2 separate regions of the Danio rerio genome follow, and region 1 is linked to region 2. Evidence: chromatin contacts called from public Hi-C data. All regions are on one chromosome and are shown on one strand. Each heading gives the region's core, a stretch centred on a gene start, on an enhancer-like site or on the middle of the called end of the contact. The rest is flanking DNA. Distances are from core to core; before and after follow the strand shown. Region 1 has its middle 13 kb from the start of wu:fb97g03. Region 2 overlaps nherf1b (NHERF family PDZ scaffold protein 1b).

Region 1 (2,700 bases), core at 84-2,583, 200 kb after region 2:
ACTGGGATACTTAGATAGGTCATAGATTGTGTTATAATAATTTGTTGATAAAATGTATTATTGTAATTTTGGCTGCAAATAATCATACACTGCAAAAAATGCTTTTCTTACTTAGATTCTTTGTCTTGTTTCTAGTCCAAATATCTAACAATTCCTAAATCAAGTAGCATTTTCTAGACAAGCAAAACATATTGTCTTGTTTTGAGAAATAATACACCAATATTTAGCGAGTTTTTCCTTAAAACAAGCACAATAATCTGCCAATGGGGTAAGCAAATTAATCTTGTTTTTTCTTTTGCCGTAAGATTAATTTGCTTACCTCATTGGCAGATTATTGTGCTTGTTTTAAGGAAAAACTCACTTATTATTGGCATATTATTTCTCAAAACAAGACAATATGTTTTGCTTGTCTAGAAAATGCTTCTTGATTTAGGAATTTTTAGATATTTGGACTAGAAACAAGACAAAAAATCTAAGTAAGAAAAGTATTTTTTGCAGTGTAGACATATTATTGCTCAAACAACTAGAATAGGGGGGAACAGTCTAAATCTTGCAGAAATAACATAATTCAGTAACATAATTTAATGCTTTCACGTTCAATATTTTTTGATAAACAACATAATTTAAGGCTTTTAACTACTTTAATGTTTTGTATTTACTCAATAAGAAGTATTCACTTTCAATAATTAAAATAAACAACAGCAATGACTTTATGTATGAAAATACCGTCTTTGTGGAACACACAAACATATTGACTGCATTGTGAGGGTAAACACGAGCCATAAAGCATCATAAACACTGAAAATAATGCTTTTCTTACTTAGATTTTTTGTCTAGTTTCTAGTCCAAATATTTAACAATTTCTAAATCAAGAAGAATTTTCTGGACAAGCAGAACATATGGTCTTGTTTTGAGAAATAATATGCCAATAATAAGTGAGTTTTTCCTTAAAACAAGTAAAATAATCTGCCAATGGAGTAAGCTAAATAATCTTACGTCAAAAGAAAAAACAAGATTATTTTGCTGACCCCATTGGCAGATTATTGTGCTTGTTTTAAGGAAAAACTCACTTAATATTGGCGTATTATTTCTCAAAACAAGACCATATGTTCTGCTTGTCTAGAAAATGCTTCTTGATATAAGAAATTTTAGATATTTAGACTTGAAATAAGACAAAAAATCTAAGCAAGAAATGCATTTTTTGCAGTGTGATTAATCTTTGCCCGGCACTGAAAACAGTTTAAAACAGATGTGCTGGGAGGATGGGAGATGAGAAGTTCTGGTATCAGCAGATAAGCAGGGAGGTTTGAAAGCATTCGGAGGCGAATCAGTAGGGGGCTTTTATTACATGCCGGGGGAAGAAGCTGTGTTTTATATTACCCAAACAAACTTGTGAGGGCTCCCACAGAAGATAAAGACAATTGTGGCAAATATACAGTGCTTTTGAATCATACTACACTGAAAACAAACTATTCAAAGATGATTGCTTGGATTAACTAAATTTTTTATGTTAAGTGGTTGTAAACAATTTATTAGTGTTGAGTTTAAACAAACGAATTAAGCTGAACATTATTAAACTCAATTTGTTTGTTTGAATTCAACACAAATAAATTGTTTGCAACAGTTCTGCATGAAACACTGTAAAAAAAATATCAGACTCCAAGTTTTCCAAGTGTTTTCTGTTCACTTCTGGTTGCATGAATATGAGGGATGAATCAACTCTTCTGCCAACTCGTCCAGCATGTTTTATGCAACAGATGCTTTTTTTAGTTGCAACCCAGTACTGGGAAACACCCATACAGTCATTCACACACACACAGCCAATTTAGTTCCCACTATAGCGACTGTTTGTTAGTCTTGTTTAACTGTCTGTGAACATTACGATGTGGTTTTGCCTTGCCTCTTTCTGTTGCTGGCCTTTGGCTTGTTTTATTATTCACCCCACCAGCCGCCTGTAATGACCATATGCCTGTTTATGACTACGCATTGTAGATGCATATAACCCTTTTGCCCCTGTGTTAACTGTTGCCTGCCTGACCATGCTTGTTAATAAACCATCGTCTGGATCCGCACTCTGTTGCCAGCGTCCCCGTCACCTTACATTTACCAAGTGTTTTCTGTTTGTTTACGGGTGTGAAGTGCATTATGGGACGTTGATCTCTGCTCTATTGAATTTTGATGTTGGAAGTTTAACCCTACAGTTAAACAAAGTGACTTTTAGTGATGTTTTTAGTTGTTTGAAACAAAATAATGTACAACATCTAGAGAAATCCGTCTGTGAAATAGCATTAAATGTGCTGCAGTTTAGTTTAAGGTGTAATATACAACACCAACATAGACAATATAGCACTGCAAACTATTACAAATGGCAATAAAAGTCACTTTTGAACAAATTTTCAACGTTAAAAGTTGTTGAAAGAAAGATCAAGCTCCCACAATGCAATTCAAAAGCATGAATAAATGGGGAAAAAATAAAACATCAATCACAAAATACAGAAAACTTCTCATTTACGGATATTGGTAACACTTTATCTTGATGGTCTGTTTGAGTATTAGTAGACTGTCTATTTAATACATTTAGCTGACTATAAGGAACTTTGCAAGTACATGTCAACTTACACTATAACCTCAACTCCAACATAACACTCTACTGATAATCTAATGAGAATTAGTTCGCATGTAGATGCGATGTAACTTAAA
Region 2 (2,700 bases), core at 166-2,665:
GGTGGGCCCCCTGCAGGGATCACTGACGGGGCCCCCTGTTGGGGGGGGTGGGGTCGGTGGACCGAGGAAGCGATCACAAATTGAGGAGCGCTCGGGGGAGGGGGCGGGGTGGAGTGACAACGCGGGGTAGCGTTCACAAACTGATGAGAGATCACAAACAAGCGGCGAGAGCGTCAAAGTAACCGGAAGTCATTCATTTTCAATGAGAACCGGCGGCGAGGAGCAGCGCGGCGCATCTTCTCCGGTGTGGGTGTCGAGGAGAGTTGAAATCAAGTCAACTTTATGGTATGAGCTATGACGCGGTTCGGCGGCAAGCAATCAGTGTGAAGTAGTCCACCCCTAATCACGGGGTCACCCCTAATTAAGGGGGCTAATAATATTGACCTTAAAATGATTTTATAAACATTAAAACTTATTTTATTTTAGCTGATTTAAAACGTATAACATTTTCAAAAGAAGAAAAAATATTATAGGAAATACTGTGAAAAATTACTTGCTCTCGCACTATTAAACATCATTTGGGAAAAATTTGAAAAAGAAATTCGCAGGAGGGTGAATAATTTTAACTTGTGTATATATATATATATATATATTTATATTAAAAGGTAAGTAGAAACTATTTACTTGAGTCATTTTATCATCAGGTACTTTTTTCCTCTTACTCGAGTAACTTTTTAGATGGCTCCTTTTACTTTTATTTCACTAAAGACTTCCGCAAGTGCTTGTACTTTTACTTGAGTATAGATTTAGGATACTCTACTTACCTCTGGGTAGCACTGGAACATGCAAACTCCACACAGAAATGCCAACTGGCCCAGCCAGGACTCAAACCAGTCACCTTCTTGCTGTGAGGTGACAGTGCTAACCACTGAGCCACCGTGACACCCCAAAATAATCTTATTTCGAAGCGAAAACACAATTATTTCGCTTGTTTTGGGGGAAAAAAGCACCTAATTTGACTCATTATGTATGAAAACAATACAATATTGATATATTTCTTGATATTTGGACTAGAAACAAGACGTAAACTAAGTAAAGCTCAGTGTGACAGGCTCAGTTCCTCAGTTTGACACAATAACAGTAATGCATGACACCCTGCCACATGAACACACATACACACACACACACACACACACACACACACACACACACACATTGTTTTAAAGGAAATAAGGCAAGTCCATATTTACTCCCGGCTTTCCAAACTGTCCATTTTAGTGTTGACGAGTGGACATGCGCTGTCGGTTTGCTTCACGTCGCCCACGTCTTGCTGCTATTGTTAAGTTTAGAGTCTGCGAGTCTCCAGAAGTGCTTTGCAAAGGATTGTGGGAAAGTTTCCTAATGGTTGAAGAGCTGATGTGCTGTCAGACGCTGCCTCCTTTTGCAGCTAATGATGCTAACACACACACAGTGTTCCTCATAGACTCAAGGCTGACCCCTAGTGCCCTTATTAGTGCACTGAACATTACTGGTAGTGTTGACATCAAGATTGCCTGAGTTTTTGGTAACACTTTAGGTCACAATTCATGCTATTAACTACTGGCTTATTACATTGTTTAGGATTAAGATATGAACTGTTTAAGTATGATCTTATTTGACTCTCTAATTATACCCAATACCTAAACCCAACAAACTATTAATAAGCAGCTAATTATTAGTTCATTGTGCTAAAAGTCTTAGTTAATATAGGTTTTGGTAACATTTTATTTAGTCATAATTCATCCCTGCTGAAAAATCCAGCTTAAACCAGCCTAGGATGGTTGGCTGGTTTTAGCTGGTTGACCAGGCTGGTTTAAAAGGGGTTTTGGCCACTTCCAGCCTGGTCTTTGCTGGTCAGGCTGGGAGATGACCAGCTAAAACCAGCTTGATCAGCCTAGCCAGGCTGGGAGCCCAGCCAAAACCAGCTATGTCCAGCTTAAACCAGGTTGGTCAAGTTGGTTTAAGCTGGTCATTTTCCAGCCTGACCAGCTAAGACCAGGCTGGAAATGACTGGAAACCAGCCTGGAAGAGGCCAAAAACCCTCTTAAACCAGGCTGGTCAACCAGTTAAACCAGTCATCATCCTAGGCTGGTTTAAGCTGGATTTTTCAGCAGGGATGCTATTAACTTCTGGTTTATTACCTGCCTATTATTAAGACATGAACTGATCAATAATATTTTCTCGTGATCTCATTCATTTTCTTTCGGTTTAGTCTCTTTATTCATTAGGGATCGCCACAGCGGAATGAACCGACAACTATTCCAGCATTCAGCGGATGCCCTTCCGGCCGCAACCCAGTGCTGGGAAACACCCATACACACTCATTCTCACACACACACACACACACTCATACACTACAGCCAATTTAGTTCCTCAATTGACCTATAGCGCATGTGTGTGAACTCCACACAGAAATGCCAATAACAGACCCAGCGGAACCACAGTGCTAACCACTGAGCCGCCGTGTCGCCCTTGATGTTTGTCCAAACTACCTATTTAAAATGAGCTGAAACTAAACAATTCTTTAAAATATAAAATTTACATTTTTTTGTGGGGACAACTTCTAAGTTTTTGCAAATAGTGGCGCAGTAGGTAGTGCTGTTGCCTCACAGTAAGAAGGTCGCTGGTTCGAGCCTCGGCTGGGACAGAGTTTCCTCAGGGTGCTTCGGTTTCCCCAAAAAGTCCAAACACATGCGCTATAGGGGAACTGGGTAGGCTAAA

What was found. A called contact is a pair of places that touch in the nucleus more often than the background predicts.
Region 1: a contact with region 2 is called in a Hi-C map of embryo, with 11 times the contacts expected there. The contact joins two enhancer-like sites. A contact is called at or near these places in 4 of 18 Hi-C or Micro-C datasets (caudal fin, embryo, gastrula embryo and 1 more) and 1 of 4 datasets of contacts at active chromatin or transcription factors (caudal fin).

The regions. Positions count from the first base shown.
Region 1 is chr3:65,370,623-65,373,322 of GRCz12tu, forward strand. No RefSeq gene overlaps it. Among named protein-coding and RNA genes, the nearest start is that of wu:fb97g03, 13 kb to the left of the region's middle. Within about 2 kb of position 1,334, at least 5 of the 62 cell types and tissues checked have an H3K27ac peak or open chromatin away from gene starts, as enhancers often do.
Region 2 is chr3:65,173,211-65,175,910 of GRCz12tu, forward strand. The region is part of intron 4 of nherf1b (NHERF family PDZ scaffold protein 1b); the gene reads left to right. Among named protein-coding and RNA genes, the nearest start is that of nherf1b, 48 kb to the left of the region's middle. Within about 2 kb of position 1,416, at least 4 of the 62 cell types and tissues checked have an H3K27ac peak or open chromatin away from gene starts, as enhancers often do.